3 separate regions of the Zea mays genome follow, and all the other regions are linked to region 1. A link is a contact called in public Hi-C and HiChIP or PLAC-seq data. All regions are on one chromosome and are shown on one strand. Each heading gives the region's core, a stretch centred on a gene start, on an enhancer-like site or on the middle of the called end of the contact. The rest is flanking DNA. Distances are from core to core; before and after follow the strand shown.

Region 1 (3,601 bases), core at 794-3,293:
TCGCGCGACTCCAACGACGATACCGAACAGCCTGTCCCAGCTCAAGGCGTCTTCTCCACTGCTGCTGCCGAAGGTGTACCTCTCGAGGGAGCCATTGGGCATGTACTCGTACAGGAGAGCTCTCTTTGGACCCTGGAGGCAGTACCCTACCAGAGTAACGATGTTGACGTGAGACGTCCTGCTGATGCTCGCCACCTCGTTCATGAACTCCTCGCCGTCGCCCTCCAGCATGCCCGTCAGCATCTTGACGGCCACCTCACGGCCGTCAGGCATGCTGCCCCTGTAGACAGCGCCGTAGCCGCCTTGCCCGAGCTTGTGAGCGAAGGACCTGGTCATCCTCTTCACCTCCGAGTAAGTGTAGCCTTTCGGGTGTAGTAGAGCTCCTTGCTTTTGCAGAAAGGATTCGACCCCGGATACGCCTCTGCGCCATGGTATTACCATGCCATAACGTCTCTTGTACCACCACATCAAGGCTGCGAGAGCGATTATTGCACACAGCCCGGATACGCCTGCGGTGCCCGCTATGATATCTGAAAATGCCAGTGAAATCATTCATTTCATTCTCGAGATTCGAAAGGGTGATGCCCCCACATGGTTGGTTAAGCAATGGTCATTCTACTTACATGTTTTGATCCTTCTCTTTCGTGACCGGCCAGTGCTCGGCGGCGGAGCTGGTGAGTTGTCCGGCGGTGGCGATTCATCGCCGGAGCCCCCTGGAACTGGCGAGCTGTTTGGTCGATCCGCTGTGACTGTGATGCATGGTTGAGTTGTTAGATCGATATTCTTTCTCTAAAACATACTGGTTGTGAACCATTCAGTAATCAAATGTGCGCAAACTTACTGCTGCTCAGAATCCGGGCACTGTAACCGGTGCTGTTGTCGTAGTAGCGGTTCCACAGCATGAGGCCGCCGTAGTTAGCGGAGCCGCTCACCGCCGGCAGCACACGCGACACAAGGTCGTCCGGGGGTACGTACCCGCTACCCGCTGCAGCAGGCGACGCCGGCAGGCCAAGGAACACAGACGCCGACGACGGCAGCGACTGCGTCCACGCCTTCCACGATGCCGCCAGGTTGGCCACGCCGTCTCCGTCCTTCTGCTGGTACTCGCACCCGGGGTTGTTGTAGAACTGCACCCACACGTGGTCGAACAGCCCCGTGGCGAGCGCCGCGCCGAGCGAGGCGTCCGGGTACGGGCACTGCGGCGCCGCGGTGAGCAGGTACTTCCTCCCTCGCCTGTCGCCCCCGTACAGCGACGTTAGGTTCCTGGCGAGGCCGTCGAAGTGGCTGGACGGACTGATCTCGATGTCCATGTCGATGCCGTCGAGCACCGCGTCGCCGAGAGGCCGCGATGAGGAGGTGCCGCCGAGGAAGTTGTCCCAGAGGTAGGTGGCCACGCTCTCGGCGTCCGAGGCGGAGGAGAGGTTGTAGCTTCCAGCACCGCCGCCGATGCTGAGGAGCACCCTGACGCCTCTCGCCTGGCAGGCCGCGATGTCCGCGGCCAGAGCTGTGCAGCCGCCCGACGCGGGGTCGCAGTGCCCGGCCAAGTTGAGGACCGGTGTCTGGCCGCTGCCGAACGTGGAAAGGAAGGCCATGGCAACCAAGGCGTAGCGGCCGCTGCTGCATGTCTGGCCCAGGCTGCCCTCGTTGCTGTTCTGGCCCCAGTAGACGGAGATGTTGACGGCGGCGGCGGCGGCGGGGGCTGCGCAAGCCAGCAGCAAACAGGCGCAGAGAAGCTTGCGGCGGCGGTTGCAGGCCATTGGCTGGCGCTGTTTCATTTTTCTTCTTCTTGCTCTTGTGGTTGTGATTGAGGTTGTAGTAACAAGCGGGCATGGATGACTTTTGTGGGACGCGGTAACGCCAAGACCAAGACCCCTGCATTGGAAGAATTCGACCAGGTCATGCATATAGAACTACCACATGCATCTGAAAGTGACAGGTGTGATTGAGTGACCACAAAAGTCGCTGCCTGCAGTGGACCATACCATCTAGGCGCATGTTTTCCTTCCCAAATAATAGTGGCTGCTACCTTCTTTAGGATCTGTCTACAACCTCTATAAAGTTAATAGTTAGCCAACTAACAAATTATTAGCTAGTTTGATCCAACTAATAAATTAATTATTAGCTATAAGCTAGCTAACAGTTCGTTAGAGTGTTAGCCAGAGGTGTTTAGAATTTGATGGTCTCTTGTTCTCAAATACTGTGAATTAACAATAAGACAACACAATTATTAAAGATTAGAGACCTTCGTCCTCCGAAGCATCATCTCCTTTCGGATATAATGGTATTCGAACTAAGGTCATGAATGACACACCTTCATCATTTGCGGAAATAAGCATTCATATAGATGATAAGCATTATTCATACATGTATCAATTCATATCTTTATTTCATGATAAACATATGGAATATCACATTGATACCTTCGGCTTGTTCGAAGGTGTTGACGCGAGATGTAAGGCCCAAAAATTGTATAAATAATAATAATAAATAAATAAATAAAAGAGGACATAAAAGAGTAAAATTCAGATATCTCAAATTATACTTGAGTGTTGAAAATTTGAGGACTGAATTTTGAAAACCGAGAATTATTTTAGAAAATAGGTAATAGAAAAGTTTTCTGTTCAACTAAATGATTATGCATATCATTAAATGATACACCATAATCATTTATTTATATGAATAGTAGGTTTGAAGTAACTTTAAATTTATGTTCCCCAATCAAAATACTATTTTCCTAAAAATAAAGGAAAAATATGAATGGTTTCATATTTCAAACATTTATCAAATAAATAAATTAGTTAGAATAAATATATCGCATCATGAATAATTTTGAGTGCGTATTAAATTTGAAATTCTTAAACTTTATCTTGGGTTTGAATGGAAACCTAATTCGAAAACAGAAAATGAGGAAGGAAATCTTAATAAAGTCATTTATTACCTCCATAATTAAATAATAGAGGGTGGATTAAATAATAATAAAAAGAGGATTTATCTTTACATTAGAATTATATTTGAGATCATAAAAATTAAAACAGGGTTTTGAATTTGAATTGAATATTGTAAAATAGAAAAGGAAATTTTAGAATTTGAGAAAAGAGGAGAAAGAAAATATTATGTGAGTAAAAATAAGTATAATATATAATAAAATATATTATTTCTATACTAGGATTTGCATTTGGATACTTAGCTCAAATATGATACTCATGACAAAATTTAAATTCAAAATTTGAAATTCAAAAAAATGAGAAAAGGAAACTAGAAAAGAAAAAGAAGAAAATAACAAATGTGGCATTGGGCTGATTCTTTCCCGCTCGGCCAATCTTTGTAAAGGCTACGTAATGAGACTCTGCTAGGTCACCTTGGTAGTGATCAATGGGGAGGCTAGAACCCCGAGAAGAATGGGAATCACGGCTTGTGGGTAAAGTGTGCAACCTCTGCAGAGTGTTAGAAACTGGTATATCAGCCGTGCTCACGGTTAAGAGCAGCCTTGGGATCCTTTTTAATTAGAAGAACTTTGGTTATTTTTATGATGATGATTAGCAATGATGGTTATAAATCTGATCTCTGGTATTTCCTCCTGGAGGGAGTACCTCTGGGTAAT
Region 2 (3,601 bases), core at 413-2,912, 210 kb after region 1:
AAAAGCGAAAATTACAACGCCTTAGAGCAAAGGAGAATCAGGAGAAGGAGGCGGAAAAAATATTTAATGACACACATCCGCAGTATCCGCCACCACAAAAGAGATGGAGACCAAAGGCCGTTGAGGAAAATCAAACGGCCATAAAGACAGAAAATAAAACAGCAACTGTGCAGCTCTTTGCAGGTATAGCAGACAGTCCGGCTATAAAGACCAGACCAACCGTACAGGACGCAGACCATCCGACCCCTGAGGCCGAACCATCCGCACTACACCAAGACACCACCAACGATGTACCGACACCCATGGAGGAAGATGACCTACAAGGGGAAGACCTGGTCAACTACGAAGCTACGCCAGAATACTTGGAAAATTAGAAAAAGTAAGGTGACGGATTGGTCAGGATCGCTATGACGCTCGACGGTGTTGGGACTAACAGTTCGATCAAAGCTAAAAGAGTCACGTCCGTTGAGTCAACCATCGGGACTAAGACCACTACGTATCATCCTAGCAAGTGTCAAGATGCCTAAGAAAACTGATGTGATCACATCGAGTTAGTTGCTTTTGGTTCGCTCAGCTCCACCAAAAGGCAGGGGGGCATATGTTTGACACCAAAATGAGCCGGCGGACTGTCCGGCCCTAAGGCCGGACGGTCCGCGGTCCGGACGGTCCGCGCGTGCGCAGAGCAGATTAGGGTTCCGAGTTTTGTGCTACGGTTGTTAGCTAAAATCGCGGGATAAGCTCGGGAATTAGTTTGTAAAGGGTCCAGCCCCCCTCCTCTATAAATAGAGAGGTATACGGCCGATTTGTAATCATCAATCGAATCAATACAACTTATATTTCGCATTTTATCCTAGGAGTAGTTCTAGTCTAGTTTAGGTTTAGCCTCTCGATCCCCAAATTCTCCGCCTCTCCTCGACTCTACGTCGATTAGAGGAGTCTAGGTCGACCTGCCCGAGCCTAGACAACTCCTAGGATCTCTCCTCCCCGACGGGGTCCCTCCCGGGAGCGAGATCTAGGCGCCGCCGGCGATCTTCCGCCGCCCCTACGCACGCGCGGACCGTCCGGCCCTAGGGCGCGGACCGTCCGGCCGTCAGGCAGAAAACCCTAGCCCCTGTGCCAGGTCGCGGACCGTCCGGCTTCAGGCCGCAGACCGTCCGCGCCTGACCAGAGAGCACCGCCGCCGGTTCTTCTTGAGTATTTGACGCTCAAAAAAGCGTCAACAAACATATAGAATTGTTTTACGATATTGATAATGTTTGCCACACAAATTTTGCATATCATAGTGATGTTTGCGTTCTGTATCTATGTTTCGTATAATTTTTTTACTCCCGTCGCAACGTACAGATATATACCTATGTGTTACAATAAAAATGAAACATGATAGGTTGTCATAGCAGATGTTCGCAGCAGATGATATAAATAAGAGATTTATACCGTGATAAATAAAAAAATATAGAGAATATTATTTGTAGAATGAAGTTTAAAATATAGGATGAAATAGTTATAGGACCGTAATCCATCTGTGGGACATCGCATGCTGGGACCGCGGGTGTGGGATAGGGACGGATGACAAAGCAAGAGCAGAAAAAAGAACTTTCACCATCCTCCCTATCAATACAAGATTCATCTACACAAATTATAATATACTCCGTGCGAAGGAAAGATCAAATTAGAGATTCATTCGATCAATTCTGATTGTTTCCTTCCATTCCAAACCACCTTCAATTCTGATTTCTGCGGGTGTGGGATATCGTCCCCCCTTGCCATTCCAAATCCTCCTCTGCAATTTTCTCATGGCAGCTGACGTTTCCATCCCAACTCGATCCGCGTCAACCGCCCGCTAATTCCTCCTAGTTCTAGTCCCCTCTCTCCTGCGCCGACTCATCTTTTTCCTCGTGTCACTCCCCTGCTGCTGCTGCTGCCGGGAAGATCAAATCCCGTCAAAAGGTGCGGTCTTTTGTCCTCCTCGGTGCATTCGTTCTGACGCAATCTTCTCGCAAAGATTTGGCTTGTTAATCGTGATAACTTCGTGGAGATGCCGTCTGTACCCGATTTGATGTGGGATCCCTCCGCTGAATTTGGGGCGGGATTTCAGAGTTTTTTTTGGGGGTAGGGGGGTGGGGGTTGATTTCGTGTTCAAATAGTCAAATTGCCTATCTTTTAAACAGGCCAATGCACTTTCCGTACCCCTGGAGACGACTCTGGATTTCGGGCCATGGAAGTGCTCTTTTCCCATGACTGGGGGAAAGAAATCCCTCCTTTTTTGAAAGCAGGCTGTGAAAAGAAACGAAATCACTTTGACCTGTGATTTGGTTACTCTAGGCCTCTCTACCATTTACTCTGCTACCTGAGTGATGATGCAACTGCGCAGACTGTTCGTGTTGCTGTGAAGTTACGCGCGGCACTCCTGTTTTTTCTTTTTTCAGTTTTGTTAATTCTAGTAATATGATTGCAGCTCTCGGCCTGATACTCGGCATTAGTACCTTCTGTTCGATTGCAGGCTCCAAAGGATCAGAGTTCTGTCAAGATGGCATGCCCAAGAGGAAGGACACCATTTCCCCTTTGTTTCTTTCTGATGATTTGCCTCATGGCTCAGCTGGGAGCTTCCAATGTTGTACTCATGGCGAACAACACTACCTTGTCGTTGGATGATGTCGAGGCAACTTTTAGTGGGTGTTACACATTATTACACTATCTCCATGTATCTCTGTACATGTCAATTAAAAATCTGGTTAGCTGTTGTTTTTATCAAACACAAAAGTAGGTTGCATGCCATTATATTAAGAAGATGAAAAACAGTATAAGAAACCCGGTCATTAAACACACTCTCCAGTACATTGTTAGTTACCTGTTGATGTTATGATCTGTTTTCTTTAATACCAAGTTGCCCTGTTTTTAGTGATTATTGAATGACAGGTCTTCATCTTTTTTTGCGCTGTTAGTTAGATGTCTCCTCCAGTTTCTTCTTATATAGTTGCATCATTCTTGTATCTTTATGATCCATAATGTGCAATGTTACTTTGGTGCCTGAACCAATCTATCTGGTTAATGCAAGGCTTATCTGACCCTTTTCATTCTTCCTGCAGCTCCAGCAGTGGAAGGTTCAGGTGTAAGTGGCGTTCTTTATGCTGTGGAACCTAAGGATGCATGCAGTCCATTGAGAGCGAAAGCGATTCAAGGCTCTGTCTCACCTTTTGCGTTGATTATAAGAGGCGGTTGCCAATTTGATGACAAAATTAGAAATGCACAGAATGCTGGATTCAAGGCTGCTGTAGTATATAATAATGAAGATAATGACATCCTTGTTTCAAGTAATGATCTAGGCATCATTTTTTTACCATAGCATCGGTTACATGTAATTCTTTTATCAGTGTGCATAAAGAGGTGTTCTTGTTCATAATGCTGGAAATCACTAAACTGTTGAGAAGAGGAAAAACAAAATTTTCAAGCAGCTCTAAACTATTAGATCAGTTCCATTGAAACTTTTACTTACCATTTTAGAGTGCTTGGGGGAGTGCATATATATTTGCAATATTAATTAAGCAAGGATTATTGCAGTGGCTGGAAGCTCGCTTGGTGTCCAGATATATGCAGTGTTCAT
Region 3 (3,601 bases), core at 665-3,164, 170 kb after region 1:
GTACCGGAGGGAACGAGGCCCGCGGCGTTTCGGCCGGAAGCTCGATAGTGGAGACGGCGGGGAGCGTCCGAGAGGAGCCGGAAGCGGAGCACCACTTGCGCGTGGAGAAGGCCCGTGGCTCTCTACGGAGTTACTTGACCGTGGTGCTTGGCCCTCGCGTGAGCTTCCCTTTGCGTAGGGGCACCAACGAGGATTAGTCGGGACCTTGCGTGGTTCCGGATACCTCGGTAAAAATACCGGCGTCATCCACGAGAGTTTGCTTCTCTACTTAGCTCTTTACATTCCGCATTTATATCAAGCATTTAAGTTTCAATCTTGTAGTCATACTTATTTAGTGTAGATTGAAACTTAGCCTTTGCGGTAGAGATAGCAACACTTAGACAAAACCTAGTTTGCACATTTTAGTTTTGATTATTTGCATAGGTTTTGCTCTAGGGATTTAATTGTGGCCTAGTTTAGTAAAAGTTTTAGAAGTTCTAATTCACCCCCCCCCTCTTAGGCGTCACCCGTTTCCTACAGCGAGGTCGACAACAACTCACTGGTTCGCGCAAAGTACGGTGGAACACATAGAATTATATAGGTTTGGGTTGATTAGATGCATAATATCCTACGTCTTGTGTGTGGATGGCAATGTATTGTTTTTGAGATCTGTATTACAAAGAGAATGAGCGTAGTGTTGTCTATGCCTATAAGAGGATCCAATCGTTTTATAGGGGTACATATTCTATCTTATACATCCAACAAAATTAGGGTTTACATAGTTGAACTGAATGTTATTAATCTGTGCTTATCCACGAAACTAACTCTGACTTATCTGTGATTAGGTGAGCTTTGAGGCGCTTATCTCGTCCCCTACATGCGTGGGAATCGGCTAGTACACCTTCACACCCACACAACCGATCTCTACGTCCGCTTCTGGTTGTGTCCGACTAATCAGCTCGTGAAGCCTATGCGCCTGTCCTATTGAGACCTTATAACAACCCATAAATCGAAACAGGATCTTGGGGACTCGAGGGATATCTACCCCCATAAGCCCATGAGCTACCCCACAAGTATCGCCAATGTCCATGGGTTGGTTGGGTGGGGGTGAGGTGGCTCCTAACCTGTGCTCGTGTCGACGAATGACTTAGATCAAGACAATTCAGCTGCTATAGATGAGAAAGAGACTCTGACACTGCCATTGTTTATAGGTTTGTCTAGGAGAAAATAAAAAAAATTAATCATATAGAACAGTGGCAATTGGATAATATTTTGGAAATTCTAGATAGTACGAATCTAAAAAGCTTAAGGTAGGAGAAAAATTTGGATTGAACTATATATATATATATTTTGAAATTTATTCAACTTGTATCTTCATATTTTTGAAAGTGGATCGAGGTGAAAAAGCTGAACCAAACGGAACAAGCAAGAGAAAAGACTCCAAATTTTAGAGTTTTTTTTCATAGATAATCTGGTAGGTAAAAGGACATTAAGAATAGTTTGAAAACTTAAACCTCCTCCGGAATTTCTAAATATTAAGGGCTAGTTTGGGAACCTTAATTTTTCTAGAGATTTTCATTTTCCCATGGAAAATTAGTTCATTTTCCCTTGAGAAAATAGAAATCCTTTGAAAAAATATGGTTCCCAAACTAGACCTAAAAGATAAATTATTTTAATTTCCCTTAATCTATGGAAATCCTGGAGTGGATTTAATTTTCCAAACTTGCTATTAACTTTTTTTCCAATTAAAAAAAGGAAAATGAACATTCACTACTGCCAGATGGGTCCAACCGACGTTGAAGCCCACACGTCACGCAACTGATCAGATCAAGCAGACTCTGTTTGGTTGGGCCTGCTGCGACCTAGCCCAAATCGATATAGCCCCACAGCCTGGTCCGACGATTTTTTTGGAAGTGAACCGACCTCGCGCTAGGGTTACTCGCGCACGCTCCATCCGTCAACCACAAGAGCCCCACGCGCTGGCCTTGCCTCTGCCCCTCGCCCTCGCCTCGCCTCCAGGATCTTGTCCTCCCCCATCTCCTCGGGCCAAGGAATCGTTCTCATCCGGCGACCTACCTCCGTTACGTCTCAGGTGAGTCTACACGCACCGCAACGGATCCTTCTCCGTCCGGATCCGCCATCGATTTTGGTCGCCCGCCAGTCAATCGCCGGACGCGGCGTGAATCTAATTGCCCGGATCCACCCCGTCCTTACCGCCGCTTTGTTTCTTTCCCTGGACGGCCGCCCGGATCCTCCTCGCCTGACATCTCCTTTCTCGTTTTCAGGTCTTGTTCTGTATCACAAGCAAAGCAAAGGATCGGAGGCTACTCCATTCGGCAGCAAGGTAAGCTGGAGCCTTCTGTATCTGTCTATGCTATATGCTATACTCTAGGTTGAGGTTAGTTATAAACTGCAAACTCTGTCCTTTGTTGTTTAATTCGACCTTGAATGAAATCAAAAGGATGGGATACTCTGAGATCAATATATATTTAGTATATATGAAACGCTGCCATGTGTTTTGTAGCATCAGAAACCCTTTCTTAATTCAACATGGAGACTAACCCTGATATTATTGCAACCCTAAACATGCCTGTTATCTTTATATTTTTTTTAAAAGAATGAATACATATGCTACTTGCTAACCTCCAAGATGCAGACTTTAGTCCCATGTATGCTTGGATTGCTTGCTGTTTTTCTGAAATAATGCTACTGGTTGAAGTGTTCGAAATCTGAACATTGTGAATCATTCGAAACCAACTAGCGGTCTAAGTTTTGTAGTACTAATATATTTGGTTAACATTATACAGCAGAAGAAAATAACGTTGGTTACGACTTACTAGCATTATTTTAATCTGGTGCGAACTTGGTGGTTTTGTTTCAGTCACTAGCTAGAACATGGATAATTTTGACCCTTTATATTGTTTTACGTGTGAATTTTCTATGCCTGTACCAATTTTTTATTGCAATCTATCCTTGGTCCGAAGTCTAGATGGTCATTTTGTTATCAAATAGCGTCAAATATCCTCAGGCTGCTTGTATAGTTGTTATTATGTGTGCATACAAACTGTTTGTGTATAGGCGGGCAGGCGTGCCCACCACCTATGGACCCCTTAGCTGAAGGAGACAAAATTAATTAGGATGGCAAACATTAGGTTTAATTTTTCCACAATGATGTTTGTCACCATGCCTGTGTAGAACTACTTCGCCATGAGGAGAGAGTAAGAGACCCCTTTTTCCGCTTGTGCACGTTGCTTAGGACGATGCATTTGCATACAGATACAATCATACAATTAACAGCTTTGTTGAGGGACAAGTTGCTATGTTCCTACAAGTGGTTGGCCACATTCGTAGGTTTAGGTTGATAGGGCGCAATTTTAGGAGTTTGGAAACATTTAGGCATTACTTGCATGTAGTTTTGTATGCTATTGGATAACTGTGTGGAGAGAAGATTTGGCCACCGTCCCTTGAGATCCACCCTAAAATTGCAAACAGCCAAAGGTTCAACCTGTACTTGTATCCTTACAAACTTAGACGTGGCATACATGTGATAATGCAAGAATAAGGGTTTTTTAGTTGATCATGAAATTGGTCTCCTGTTCTTTATGGAAATATAAATCTTCGA

The links. Hi-C and Micro-C count contacts between places; a contact is called where the count stands out from the background. HiChIP or PLAC-seq counts read pairs in DNA pulled down with a chosen protein or histone mark.
Region 2: a contact with region 1 is called in a Hi-C map of tassel, with 4 times the contacts expected there. The contact joins the promoter of LOC100502318 here to the promoter of LOC103653161 in region 1. A contact is called at or near these places in 3 of 25 Hi-C or Micro-C datasets (ear, leaf and tassel).
Region 3: an H3K4me3 HiChIP or PLAC-seq map of leaf shows a contact between it and region 1, with 5 times the contacts expected there. The contact joins the promoter of LOC100281658 here to the promoter of LOC103653161 in region 1. A contact is called at or near these places in 15 of 25 Hi-C or Micro-C datasets (bundle sheath, ear, endosperm and 5 more) and 2 of 3 datasets of contacts at active chromatin or transcription factors (leaf and seedling).

What each region holds. Positions count from the first base shown.
Region 1 is chr4:41,872,032-41,875,632 of Zm-B73-REFERENCE-NAM-5.0, forward strand. It overlaps LOC103653161 (protein SUPPRESSOR OF NPR1-1 CONSTITUTIVE 4), which reads right to left and starts at 2,044. Exons shown (of 3, transcript XM_008680126.4): 1 at 842-2,044; 2 at 624-749; 3 at 1-530. The coding sequence starts at 1,904. It overlaps LOC103653162 (a long non-coding RNA gene), which reads left to right. Exons shown (of 8, transcript XR_004857722.1): 8 at 1-152.
Region 2 is chr4:42,078,760-42,082,360 of Zm-B73-REFERENCE-NAM-5.0, forward strand. It overlaps LOC100502318 (putative protease-associated RING zinc finger domain family protein), which reads left to right and starts at 1,663. Exons shown (of 5, transcript NM_001401915.1): 1 at 1,663-1,947; 2 at 2,501-2,669; 3 at 3,087-3,311; 4 at 3,559-3,601. The coding sequence starts at 2,528.
Region 3 is chr4:42,046,292-42,049,892 of Zm-B73-REFERENCE-NAM-5.0, forward strand. LOC100281658 reads left to right here and starts at 1,915. Exons shown (of 8, transcript NM_001154578.3): 1 at 1,915-2,071; 2 at 2,265-2,323.